Linked DNA regions of Mus musculus: region 2 is linked to region 1. A link is a contact called in public Hi-C data. All regions are on one chromosome and are shown on one strand. Each heading gives the region's core, a stretch centred on a gene start, on an enhancer-like site or on the middle of the called end of the contact. The rest is flanking DNA. Distances are from core to core; before and after follow the strand shown. Region 1 overlaps Nfia (nuclear factor I/A). Region 2 overlaps Nfia (nuclear factor I/A).

Region 1 (7,110 bases), core at 1,556-4,055:
CAGACAAACTATCTACCACTTCAAAAGGAGGGAATGAAGATGACTCGTCAGCACCCTGACGCAAACAACCTCAACACAGAACGCCACATATCTGTAGAGACTCAGTAAGGACAGGAGACTGAAACACATTTGTCACTTGAAAAATAGGCAACTGGCCACATGGAAAAACCACTCACCAAACACCTACACACAAGGCGTGCACACATATAGCCTGAGGGCACATTTGATTTTGGTCTACTGTCCCTCAAACCAAAAAGGCTTGTGTCTTTTAACTTTAGAGCAATAGATTGGATGCCAAAAACTCTTTGGTCCCTAAAATTCTAAGACTATTCTCAAATATAAGAATTAGATCACTTATTGCCTCAGAATAGTTACAGGGAGTCCTCACTGTCTCCCCACTTTGCTACTTTGATCTCAAGGTTATGATGTAGACCCTATGGATCTCTGGGGAAGCGACTCACCTCTGGGTCCTGTAATGACAGGTCGGTGATGCTGTGTGAATGCTGTTCCCAGGGAGGAGGTCTGCGAAGGGGAGGGGCTGCTGAAACCAGACTTCTCAGACTTCTTCAGTGTGCTTGGAGATGGCAAGCCTGGCAAGAAGGGGGTGATTGGTGAGGTAACTTTACTCTACAGAGCAACAACTTGTGTGACCCAAAAAGACAACACTTAGAGAGTGGCGGGGGGTTGGGGGGGGGTGAAGAAATAAAATGGGATCATCTGCAATTGGAAATTTGGATTAAATTGCTTTGAATTTGTCACAGGAGCAAATCAGTAACAGAATGGCCCCCCTTTCAGGTGGTTCTGTAAGTTATTTTAATTTATTGTTTCAAATCGTAGTCCATTTGGGGACAGTTGGTGTTCTCTCTATTGGGGGGGGGGGTTCTGTATCTTGAGTCTTCAGTGTCCTCTGCAAAAGACCTGCGTGTTACATGTTAAAATCTTCACATCCAAAGTGGTTCTCCTGGGAGCAGGGGGAGCCTTTAAGAGGCAGGTCAAGGGTTATTTGACTACTGAGTGAGTTCCTGGGATCCGATCCCTCCCTCTCTCGCTCTCTCTTGCTTCCTGGCTAAAGACAAGCAGTTTTACTTATATTCTCCCTGCCTTGCTGCCAAGCACTAGTGAGTCTACCTGGGACGACCTGGGAGGTCTACCTGATCATGAACTAGATCTTCTAGGACCTTTTCGAAAGCTCCATTTTTTTTGTACTTGTTATAGTAACAGAAATCTGACTTCCACACGCTTCAACTTTTCCAGTGACTCTGTCACGTGTCTGTGACCTTTGGGACCCTTACAAAGGAGGCTGCCTAGGCACACAAAGGCAGCCTCGCATGCAATCATTTTGTCTTGTCAGTAACCTTATTTCAGCACCAAAGCATTTTTCTACACTTTAAATAATTTAGCTTTTTTAACATAAAAATGCCCTTGATAATAGCAGCTCAGATGTTCTTTCAGTGAATTATTTATAGAACAGGAAAAGAAAAGATAAAAGTAAAAAAAAAAAAAAACAAAAACCCCAAATCCTTAAAATACAAGCAATTGGGACTGGTTCAGTAAATATGGTTTAACCAATGAAAAGACTACTGTAAAAGAATAACAACATGGGAGATATTTATAATATAATGTTGACTGAAAAGCCAATTACAACATGGGGTGTTGTAGTACATCAATCACAGAACGTACAACATAATTTGTGTCCTTTTTTCTATGCAGAGAAAGAACTGGAAGCCGTGCGTACACTGTAACCGCGGCTCCTCAGTGAGTTAACTTTTTGTGGTTTGCTGGCTTCCGTTTGCTTACTTGCCCTTCCTATGATGAACATATATCACCCTTATGCTAAGAAAACATAAGAAAAGCGTGTCTTAAAGAATAGCATTTTCTACAGTGTCTAGGGTTTTCACAGCATGTTAAACTTAGGAAATGCATTGGAAAGAAAAATACTGGGGGAAGAATGGGAAAACAGTCCCTTGTAATTACTGGATTTGTGGTGTTCTCAGCAACTGTGCTGACAGGCACAACTGGAGTCATCTATTCATTTGGGGGCGTGCCAGGTAAGACAACAGAAGTTTGGACATATAATAAAGGAAATGACGTCAAATCTCCTTATCACAGGACAAATCTGGGATCTCAAGTTTCCAGCATAAAATTGGTCTGTACTGCATCAGAAAAAGAAAAAAAAAGTCATTTAAACATGTATACCTATGTTTTGTCTACTCTTATCTGAGATTTACTTGGGCAAACTAGAAAAATAAGTAATTGGTCTATTGATATTAGTATGTAACTGTCAGTGAGTAATTCCTAGTACCATGAACTATAGTATTTTTATGTAGAGAGGCTATTCCTAAACATGTTTTGGTTTTTTTTTAAAATCAGAGATTAATATTATCCTATAAAATGTTATCTAAATGCATCTGGTTATGAAGTGTGTCTGTTTAGGTCTTCTCTAATATAAATATGTTGATCAAAGAGTCTAAAATGTACCGAAGGGTCCCAAAATATCCTCTCTCCTTCTCCCTCCCTCCCTCCCTCCCTCTCTCTCTCCCTCCCTCTCTCCTTCCCTCTCCCTCTCTCTTCTTTAAACTCCATGTACGGCTTGCACTTTTACCTGTGACTTCACACACAGATGCTTTGATATAACAAAACTCATGATTTTCATCTCAAGAGAAGAACAAATTAGTTAGTATATTCCTAGTCAGATGCAAGTACACAATGGGTAGCTGTGTGATTTCATGCTGTTCATACTCCTAAGTCAGATCCATTCTAGGTCAACCCCTGTTTGATCGATCTGAATTAAAAACAAATCTGCCAGTCGTAGCTGCATCCATTATATTTGTTGCAAAGGTCACAGGCCATACCGTACCAGTGTGCTAACAGCTAGGGTACACTGAGGTCATAGGTGAACAATCACTGACAACGACCCAAGCAAGGTCTTAGGATTCAACTACAGTAGGGGAAGGCCTTCAAATAAAAACATAAATAATAAAACGTTTAAGTGTTGACCAATCTCCCAAGTCATTCAAACCTCTTTTGCACAAAGGAAGTTTTGAGCTACCTACTCTTCTACTTTAAAGTCAGTCAAATGCCAGAATTACATGTTAGGAAAGACACAGAGACAGAACAGAAGTGGAAAAATCTCAAAACTTTGAAGAATGAAGATTTTTATTTCAGTTTTTTGAACAATGGGATCACTGTTGGAATCATGGCATTGAACCAACTATACTGAAGGGAGCAAATGACTGATTCAAGAAAGCTGGGATTTCTTCAAAATGTTCATTTTCCTCAATGCGCGGTGTGTAAGAATGGAACTTTAAGTACAACTTGGGCAGTAACAGGTAGAGAGTGGCAGTAACAGGTAGAGAGTGATCAAGCTGCTAAGTGATTTTTTAAAAACAGCAAAATATGAGCTTTTGGGAAAGGCCAGTGGTCAAAGTACTGCCAAAGAAGCATGAGGTTCTGCATCCAAAACCCCCCCAAACCTACATAAAGCCAAACATGCTTAGTCCCCGCACTCCTATGACAGGGTAAAGCCAAGCATGCTTAGTCCCTGCACTCCTGTGACAGGGTAAAGCCAAGCATGCTTAGTCCCCGCACTCCTATGACAGGGTAAAGCCAAGCATGCTTAGTCCCTGCACTCCTATGACAGGGTAAAGGCATGTATGCTTAGTCCCTGCACTCCTATGACAGGGTAAAGCCAAGCATGCTTAGTCCCTGCACTCCTGTGACAGGGTAAAGCCAAACATGCTTAGTCCCCCCACTCCTATGACAGGGTAAAGCCAAGCATGCTTAGTCCCTGCACTCCTGTGACAGGGTAAAGCCAAGCATGCTTAGTCCCTGCACTCCTATGACAGGGTAAAGCCAAGCATGCTTAGTCCCCGCACTCCTATGACAGGGTAAAGGCATGTATGCTTAGTCCCTGCACTCCTATGACAGGGTGGAGCTAAGCATGCTTAGTCCCTGCACTCCTATGACAGGGTAAAGGCATGTATGCTTAGTCCCCACACTCCTATGACAGGGTAAAGGCATGCATGCTTAGTCCCTGCACTCCTATGACAGGGTAAAGGCATGTATGCTTAGTCCCCACACTCCTATGACAGGGTAAAGGCATGCATGCTTAGTCCCCGCACTCCTATGACAGGGTAAAGGCATGTATGCTTAGTCCCTGCACTCCTATGACAGGGTAAAGGCATGTATGCTTAGTCCCTGCACTCCTATGACAGGGTAAAGGCATGCATGCTTAGTCCCTGCACTCCTATGACAGGGTAAAGGCATGCATGCTTAGTCCCTGCACTCCTATGACAGGGTAAAGGCATGTATGCTTAGTCCCCGCACTCCTATGACAGGGTAAAGGCATGTATGCTTAGTCCCCGCACTCCTATGACAGGGTAAAGGCATGTATGCTTAGTCCCCGCACTCCTATGACAGGGTAAAGGCATGTATGCTTAGTCCCCGCACTCCTATGACAGGGTAAAGGCATGTATGCTTAGTCCCCGCACTCCTATGACAGGGTAAAGGCATGCATGCTTAGTCCCTGCACTCCTATGACAGGGTAAAGGCATGTATGCTTAGTCCCTGCACTCCTATGACAGGGTGGAGCTAAGCATGCTTAGTCCTTGCACTCCTATGACAGAGTGGAGCTATGCATGCTTAGACCTATGCAAACAAATGAATATATATGCCTACAGCAGGAGCTTGCTGCCTGGCTAGCCTGGATTACACAGTACAGCAGCACAAACAGAGAGACACTGCCTAAAAACAAGGTGGGAGGTTTAACCTCTGCATACACATTGTAGTGTGAACACGAACACACACACACACACACACACACACTTACTTTAAATCCTTCTTGACAGAGTTACAGAGGGGAGAAGCGTAGTCAGCATGTAAGAACAACACGCCAGACTATGTCTAATCTAAATTTATCACAGTTAAGTAATGTGAACCCTAAGGCTGTCATGAAGCTCAAAATTACTTTGTGTTTTCAATTTTTAAAGACTTATATTGAGCCCATTTCCTTGTTATATACTTTAATATTTTTCTACATGCATAATGTATGTTTTGGTTAATTTGTTTTGTATACTTAATTGACCAGTGAAATTTCAAAATGCAAGTAAAATATTCTATGTTGAAAGCTAGAGGACATCCACCTTGACTTTTGCTTTTGAAATAGTTTGGCTTTTTCACATTACTTTGAAATTAACTCCTTATTAATGCCTCTTTTACCAGTTATCTATGCACCAGGGTTACATAATTACTGCACAAATAATAACTGGTAGGGGTTTCTGTGAACGAACAAAACCTTTAATTCTAGTGTACTATCTAGAGTAATGAGACTTAAGAAAAGCAAAACCTTGGTCCTAAAGCCATAATGCTGAATTCTGCCAGCGACCATGAAGACTTGAAGGAGGACCCTAAGCTCTAGAGAGGGCTACAGATGGAACAAGACCATGCTGTCATCCTTGGGAGAGACCTGAGCACCTGGTAGTGAGACTGCTGACCATGGACATAGGACATACAAAATGTGTGTTGCTTTCCGTTGCTACGTATGTGGCAACCTATCATCTGCAATAAGAACCAACAGGATTTTTGAGTTATGTATAGCAACACCTGCTACAAACACTCGCTAGATTTCAAGAAGTCTCCATTACTTTTACCTAACTAATCCTAAATTGTAAGGTTTTCCTCTAGAATACACTTAATTCAGAGAAAATGACACCACCTCATACAAAAGGGGCTAGGCTATAATTTTCTTGGGGTGGGAGGAAGAGAGGTATAATTAGTGCTTTTTAAAAAAAAAGATTAGACATGTCTGGAAATTGTTGTTTTCCCCCCAATTTTTCTAAGAAATAGCTTTCAACAAATAAGATTAGATGATATTTAATTCATTAATTCTCAAGTTCTCCTAGATAAATTAAGATTTACTTTAAGTAATGAAAAAAAGAAAATAGGAGAATCATGATTTTTAACTATTCTATCCCCAGATTATGGGCTTTACCCTAGACTTTGATCAAGAACTCCACAGTAGAAGCTGGGAAGGAATTGCTACAGGCACTAGAAAGTTTTCACTACTTAAGAAACCTCCAAGGGCCCCTTTCAGGAATTATAGGAGCAATGGGGTTGAGGGAGGGCAAACCAGAAACCTAAAATTTCCATGTAATTAATTAATTAATTAGTTAATTAATTAATTTATGTGTATGGATGTTTTGCCTGAGCATATGTATGTGTACCACATGTGTGCCTTGTGTGGTGGAAGTCAGGAGAGGCCTTTGGAGTCCCTGGAGCTGGATTTATATATGGTTGTGAACCACTGTGTGAGTGCTGGGAATTGAACCCAGGTCCTCTTCAAGGGCAACAAGTGCTCTCAACCAATGAGCCATTCCTACAGTCCCTGGACAGACATTTTAAAAGGACACCAAGGCAACAGAGTGCAGCTGCTTACTTCATTGAAGAGCTGTCATTTTTCTCTGACAGTTGCCCAGGTACAGTCTATAGGAAACTGCCTCATATGCCCATGGCTGGAGTTTGGGGCATGAAATTCAAATTCCTTTCTTCAAAGTGTCATAACTGACACAGGAAGTTGAGTTTCAGGGACTCTCATTTACAGCCACAGAGTGTTTGAGAGAAACTAAAAGCACATGCTACTTTGCTCTTTAAGCTCAGGATGAGCTCCCCAAACGCTGGTCTGTATGAGTGGTTCTCAACTGTCCTAATGCTCTGACCTATTACGATAGTTCCTCATACTGTAGTGACTCCCTCATTCATAACATTGTTTTCATAGCTACTTCATAAGTATAATTTTGCTACTGCTTTGAATTGCAATGTGAATATCTGTTTCCTGATCCTCTTAGGAGAGCCCTGTAAAAGGATTGTCAACCTCCAAGAGGGTCATGGCCCACAGGTTGAGAACCACTGGTCTATATGGCACTTGACATATTCTGGCCTTCCTCTTCCTTAGCTTCTAATCCCCAGTGACCACCTGTACGATGTCCCTCAATCCAGGTCAGGATTCCTCCAAGCCTAAAGGTCTAAACATGCCTTCACTTCCTGGCTCAGCAGACACCCGGTGAGATCAAATTCCTGTATATTAATCATTTCCAAAAATCAACTGAAAACAAT
Region 2 (7,110 bases), core at 1,542-4,041, 65 kb before region 1:
TGCCCCTCCCCCAGCAGGAACATTCAACCACAGTTGATTTGGTGGCCCATAAATCCACACTCCCTCAAAGGCTCTAGTTTCAAGAAATTAGCCAGTTACATTCTCAATGTCCACAGTTTGGGATGAACCAGGGGTGGGAGGGGGAACCCGTCCTCTTTCAGTGTTCAAGGTGAAACATCAAAAGAAATCTGCAGTCCGAGAGCTCAGCTTTCCTTCTAGCTGGTCAGATGGAGAAGTAATCTCATCAGGTTGGAAAGTGCTGACTCAGGATTTAATAAAGTGCCTGCAGATGTGGTGTCTCTAAGGTATTCAACTCATGTAATGCAAAACAGCTCCGCGCCCAGCGACGTGCTTATAAAATTTCATTTAACCATTGCAGCGCGGTTCTCTTAGGAGTTTTATCACACTTCCCGCCCCTTAATTTACAGCTCCATGAAAGTTCCAGCCCCATTCTGTGGGGATTCTGGAATGCTCACAGTAGTCAGGATTTACGAACCATAAACAGCCTCCGTCCCACTGTATCCTAAACAAGAGGGCTGAGATGGCAGCCCGCACTGTGACAGTGGCAGGCTGGTCCTTCTCTTGTGCCTTACAAAATGGAGTTGGTCCAGAGTCTACTGGAGACAGGTGATGAAGTCAAGGGACTCACCTTCCTTCTCAACTGCCAATATTCTAACACACGCAACTTTTTCTTACAGTCTCCCTTTCTACGCAGCGGGCAGGGCATACATTTTAAAAACAGAAAAGAAGTAGATCTGAGATATTTCACTTTGGGAGAGAGAGAGACAGAGACAGACAGAGACAGAAAGACAGAGAGACAGTGTGTGTGTGTGTGTGTGTGTGTGTGTGTGTGAGCGCACGCATGCTGTGGAGGGCAGGCTGGGCTGTGACAGCAAAATCTGTTTTTCAAATTAAAAAGTTGAACAAAAGGCCCTTCGGGGCAAAGTTTAACACTGCACGGAAGGAGGTTGTTAATGTGGAATCCAGAAGTGGGTGTGACGCTTAGCTTTCCTCTCCAGGCAAGGTGGGTTATTTAAGGACATTTACACATATAAACGGAAACACAAAAATACAGGAAGCTCCCCTCCAACACATCAGTCTCTACCAGCCACACAAGGGACCCAGCAAGCAGGTCTGCATTGAGTGCAGCTACTATATTGTCCCTCCTGGGGATGATGCTACCTCTCCTGGACCACACGAATCCAGTCAGTTAGTCATTTCTGGCTTCCTGTTCTTGTTTGCATGAACTAAGCCTACTATTTAGCACAAATGAGTTGTCCTTGGCAAATCAGCCAAAAGCTGGAGGAGGGGGGCTGGGGGGGGGTAAGGGGGCACCCCTGTCTCTGACACAGAAGGAGTAGACAGACCTCTGCGTGCATTCCTGGTTTCTCCTTTTAGGATCAACCACTTGGGAGCCATTAGTCATTTGGTCAGTAAGTACCAAGAGGCTGCAGTTTTCTTGGTGTCGTGGACTTGAGGGTCTGGGAATGTTGGGAGTAAAGAAAATGTGGCATCCGCCTTTAGAAGCTTTAGTGTCCAGCAGGAAGAGGTTTGGTTTAGACTTCTATGCCCTTCACGACTTCTCAAAGGATCTTGATAAACTCAGCTGATGAGGCCAAATGTCTAAAGGCCCGTACTGAATTCCACTGATGGGTTGTATGACATCATAGACAGGGCTCTGTATGACAGACAGGGCTCTGTGCTGGGTGACCCTGGAGTCCTGGGCATGAGAGGATGACAGTGGTCAGCACGAGTTTCTGGAAAGGGTGACATGCTGTACACAGGTGCTAGTTATGGGTATTGCCAGTCTCAGGCTTTGATCTCCACAGCCATTTTTCTTGTCTGATTTTATTTTGTTAATTAAAGAAAGCCTGTTTTCAATAACTCTAAACCAAGACTTGTTTATTGTGCAGGAAACTATTAAAACATTAATGGGCCGTGAGTGGCCTCGCTTACCTTTGTAGAGCCTTATCTTCTCACCACTTGTGGTGTGTTAAACTCCTTCCAGATCTCCCAAAGCCAAATGCTTCCTCCCTGCTGGGTCCTGGGCACAGGCTATGCCTTTTTCCGTGCTGTGCTAACACTTGCTGGTCCCTGAGGTCTAAGATTAAATGACCCCCTTTTCTTTTTTTTTTAAATTAAATTACGTGTGTGTGTGTGTGTGTGTGTGTGTGTGTGTGTGTGTGTGTGTGTGTTTGTGTGCCTCAGTGGGCTATGGAGGTCAGAGGACACCTTGCAGGTGTTGGTTCTCTTTTGCTATCATGTGGGAGCCAGAGATTGAACTCAGGTCATCAGGCTCTGTAGCAAGGAGCTTTACCTGCTGACGAGCCACCTTGCCAGATGTTCCTTTAAACTGAGGTACCTTTCTTAGGGTCCTTACCCATAGGCTCCGTCTGTTACTATGGTGGTGGGACTGTGACAGCCTGTTTCTTCACAAGAAAGCTACTCATGTTCTCAGGTGTGGCATCCCCACGGTCTTGCCCCAGTGGGTGAGAGAGGAGGTACTGAATAGATTAAGTTGAATAGAGCGGGTTAAGTAGAGGAAAAAAAGAAAGCAGGATTCTGTTTCCCAGGGCCAGGCACCAGCACCCTCAGTGAAGTACCGTATCTTAGATGGGTCTCCATAGCACAGCTAGGCCACATACATGCGCCCAGCACATGGTTTGGCCTCCTGCAGTGACAGGCGCCCTCCCTAGAGAGGCACAAGTCTCTAATGGCTGCCCCAGGCAGCTCCGATGTGAGAACTGTTGCAATGGGGCCAACCGTGGCCAACTGCGTCAGGAGCATGTGCAATAGTTTTGCAACATGGCCTTCTGCCTGCTTACTACATACACAGCACTTGTCCAAACCACTGCTCCCTGGAGAATGACTCTGCCGCTCCCAGCCAAGACCTCTGCTTTGGTTCAAACCTCAGTACGGGAAAACACTAATCTTTTTACCCAATAAACCATCCAGTGCCTACAAACTTTGAGAGTGCATGCACAAGCCAGTCCTGCGGGCTGTTCCACGGTTGATATCTCATCCCACCCCAGCTTACCCTGGTGTTGCTCTTACCACTAAGTCCAGTCTCTTCTCATTCTCCCTTTATAATTTCCTCTGATACTCTCACCCCCATGAAACCAAAGACTTTCCTGTTCAAAACTGCCCTGTGTCCCATTTGTGTTTACGCTGAAGACCGACTGGGGGGCTGTATCCCCTGGTGCACACTTGGGCTCTGGTGTCCAATCTCACAGGAACAGTGGCACCTGCATTCTGTGGACTAGATGATCTTAGGCATGGCTGCCGGCACCTTAGAGCCTCACTGTTTGACTCCACGAAGCAGAAATATTGAGGATGACGTAATACTTGATTACTGATTGATGAGGTACCTGACTGGGAACAAGTTTGGGAAACCGAGTTCTGGGTTCTCTTACTGTTAAATATGGCTGGCCCAAGGATCCACTTGGGCCTAAAGAAGACCCATTTCCTAAGAAAGTGGTCCCTCAGCCATGCATTTTCTTGTATTAAATGATATAATTTTCTAAGTTATGAGTGGCAGCTGGGCCAGCTCCTCCTCCTAGTTGCAAGGGAAAGTTCTTGAGAAAATAAAAATCTGTCTTTAATTGTGGTATTAAATTCAGAGCCGCGAAATCTACAACACAAAGGGATTGGCTCAAGCCCCTGAAAAGCACCAGGCTAAACTGCAGGCCTTCCAGACTTGGATGGGGGGCATAGGGAGGGAGGGAGACAGGGAGTAGTCAGGAAACCAAGTGGGACAGAAACAATCCTATTTTGGTTTTTGTTAGTGAATGGCATACTACATAGATCAGAGACTTTTTATAAAACACAAACCCCCACTGTACACAAAGCACAGGAAAACGTGAGGAAAAGGGGGGGGGGAGTAAAAGCAGCTTAGGGTGTGTTAACGCTGCTATTCTGTCAGCTTAAAGAGTATTTTATGCTTGATCAACAGCTCTTTTTTATTGTGCTTTTCTTTCATTCATGGAAGACATCAAAGCAGGCCCCACCAGCGTACCTGCCCTTCTGGAGCGCTTGGGAGGAGGCTCTAATGAAGCTGGCCTCTGGGAGCCGGAGACCCCCGTGGACACGGCAGTTCAAAGGGAATATTTCAACAATGATTACATTTTGTAAATCTTTTTATGAAAGAGACAGCTTATTTCCTGCTTTTTCATGAAAAATAGATTCTATCCATTAAAGTGAGTCCGTGCCACGGAAGCTGCCCGAGATCTGAGGTGCGGCGTAGAGATTAAGAGGACAACAACCCGATGAAATTGTCCTGAGTTCCTATGTACTGGGCTGGGGCGACAGTACCGGATGTGTTGGGCGGAGCTGAGATGGTGGCACGACAGCTTGGCCTTGGAAAATGTGGTGTGAAGGTGGGGTGGAGAACGTGTGGTGCGTTTGGGTGCGCATGCGTGTGCGCATGCGTGTGCGTATGTGTGTGTAGGGGGCTTTGAGGGTGAGTTTTTCTCCCTGGAACCTGTGCTAATGATCAGGTCTCTTTTGTGCTTAGATTCTACAAAGACCAACAGTCCAGGGAGCATCGAGTCACAAACACTTCTATTCCATACAAGCAAAACGAAAGATGATTTTTCTTTCCGTTTCATTAAGTGTTGTATTTTAATGCCTAGATATATACAAACCCTTTCCCACAGGGAAAGTTAGTCATAAAAAAAGTAGGTTTGCTCTTAAGACACAGGAAAGCTTTCTTTATTAGTAGCTACTGTCTGTCTTAAAAGGCAGGCCCTAGCCCTTTGTAAGTTTTGATTTTCACAATCAAGTATCCTTTATTCCCCATTTATTATTATTATTATTATTTATTATTATTATTATTTGCAAGAAGAAAGTTGTGTAAAGTGGGAGTGAGAAAGGAACACGATTTCCTAAGGAGCTACAAAATGAACAAAAACAAAACAAAACACAACACAAACCTATGTTTTCTACATACTGGATTCCAATTTTTATTAAATGCCTCTGTCTTAACAAGGGCAGACAGTCACATTTGGACTTGGCTGAACGGTGGCCTAGGGAGGGAACTTTTCTGTTTGAAGAGATAGGCAGGGGATTGGAGGTCGCTGCTCAGTAGAGCGTGGTCCCATTTTAATAATCATTCTACCAGCGCTGTTCCCCCGAACATGGCTGGGGTTTACAGCAAACCCACAGCAAGGATTGCTATTCTCACTCTGTAGGTAGATAAAGCCAGGAAAGGGAACAGGAACGTGACAGTCAGAAGCCCCGTGACTTCCGATTTCTCCCACAGGCATTCTGCAGCAGAGTGCCAGGAGATCTGCCCAGAACAACCTCCAGGTCTCACCCTTCAGCTTCTGGGCCTCTGTGACTGTACAGCAGCTACACCTTGAACACATAGTTGTTGTTTTAAGACAGACTTACATGTGACTCAAGCTGTCCTTGAAGTCACCATGCAGCCTAAGGTGACCCCTAACTTCTGATCCTACTGCCTAGATTCCCCTTCAAACCTGGGATCACAGGCTTGCTCCACTCTCCTCAGCCATTTTGGGGATTTTCTGCCTAGCAGGTACCCCCTGTCTGGCCTGTACACAGGTCTTTGCTTCTTACTCTTTCCTTGCCCTGTACTCACTGTCTCTATTCTTTCCTTCCTGGTCTGTTTTCCTACATCTGCCCCCAGCATTTCTCTCCCTGTGGTAAGCCCACAGAAGAATCTCAGATGACCCCAGTCTCTCAGAGGCTATTCAAGCAAATGGTACCTCCTCCTCTACCTCCTCCTCGGCTCACCACAAGAAGAAAGAGGGAAGGAAGCCACAACTCCTTTGCCAGGCAGCTGGAGGCTTCTGCAGTGCCCCAAGGCAGGCACAGAGGCAGTCTGAGCAGACCACAGATGAAGCCTTAGCGTTGCAGGTTTTGAATTCTTGAGAACAAAGACTGGGAGGGCTGGGCAGCACAACCAGGTGCGGGTCTGGGGGTCAGGGGCTCTGGTCTAAAACTCAGACTGGCTGGGGTAGAAACTTCTCTGGTTACACTGTGAGATCGTCATTCCTGTACCTATCTTCTCCTTCCAGGACACCTCTTTTTTACATTCCACTGGTCCAGGAATCATCATCTCCTTGTCCACAATTCGGCAGTCATTTTTTTTTGTGAAGCATTAGAGTATTCATGCTCCATGTTAAGGTTAGAGTAAGCACTATCTTGGCAAACAACACCCCAGTACTGCTGGATGCAAGGGGCCCAGCCTAACTTAATAAACTTAAAAACAAAAACAAAAAACAAAACCACCATCACCACCACCACAAACCTCTAAACCCTACCCCACAAAACCCACAAAACAGCTAAATTGGCCTCCCAGGTGAGCCATCATTAGGGAAGCCCCAGCCAGTGTGGATGGGAAGTAGGGGTTACCAGTTGGTCCACCTCTGCAGGAAATCTCCTCCTCCAGAGATGGTGACAGGATTTAGAGTTTTATAATAAAACTTGCCTTTGTTAAGAAGTGACTGGTAAAATGGGACCACATGGGGGAGTTTACAACTTCAGTGACAGTTTTTCCCCCTTAATGCTGAAACAGCACACGCCTTTTATGTTTAGATTTATTTCCTTCTGAATGTGTAGATTAAATTCATAACTAAACAATACTCATTACTACAAACAATTCATTTTTTCCTAAGTATTTCCAGGAGTTGTAAAGAGGCAGCTTGTCTATGGAGCTGGAATACAAGGTGCAGGCCTCACAGGTGTGCCCCAAGTGTCAACCTGAGGGGGTCTTAGCAGTGATTTGGTCATGGTAGACATATGATAAGAGAAATGACTTGGAGAGAAGAAATATCACCCTAGCACAGAATATTTATTTTTACCTTCTGAGCTAGGATTTCTGAATAATCCATCTCCTAAGCAAAGACAGATTCAAAAAGGTATTGTATAGAACCAGCCACGCAAGCAACGTTACACTCACTTGGTTTTGTGGCTAAGTTCCAGTTGGTAGTGATCTATTAGCGATGGAAATTTATGAGCAGTTCAGAACACACGTCCAGTGCTAGCACGGAGGGCTCACACACACACACCTACCCTCACTGTGCTATTGCGTAATAAAAATAATACAGAGTGCATGGCTATTATATGTTTGCCAGGTCTTTGAAGGGT

The links. A called contact is a pair of places that touch in the nucleus more often than the background predicts.
Region 2: a contact with region 1 is called in a Hi-C map of the 63-12 cell line, with 2.0 times the contacts expected there. The contact joins two enhancer-like sites. A contact is called at or near these places in 17 of 484 Hi-C or Micro-C datasets (the 63-12 cell line, CD4 T cells, CD8 T cells and 9 more) and 2 of 115 datasets of contacts at active chromatin or transcription factors (heart atrium and regulatory T cell precursor).

What each region holds. Positions count from the first base shown.
Region 1 is chr4:98,035,031-98,042,140 of GRCm38.p6, reverse strand. It overlaps Nfia (nuclear factor I/A), which reads right to left. Exons shown (of 11, transcript NM_010905.3): 7 at 462-590. Among named protein-coding and RNA genes, the nearest start is that of Gm34218, 15 kb to the right of the region's middle. Within about 2 kb of position 2,805, at least 42 of the 459 cell types and tissues checked have an H3K27ac peak or open chromatin away from gene starts, as enhancers often do. A contact at or near this core is called in the 63-12 cell line and liver, where this site is marked.
Region 2 is chr4:98,100,047-98,107,156 of GRCm38.p6, reverse strand. All of the region lies in intron 10 of Nfia (nuclear factor I/A), which reads right to left. Among named protein-coding and RNA genes, the nearest start is that of Gm34784, 22 kb to the left of the region's middle. Within about 2 kb of position 2,791, at least 78 of the 459 cell types and tissues checked have an H3K27ac peak or open chromatin away from gene starts, as enhancers often do. A contact at or near this core is called in the 63-12 cell line and liver, where this site is marked.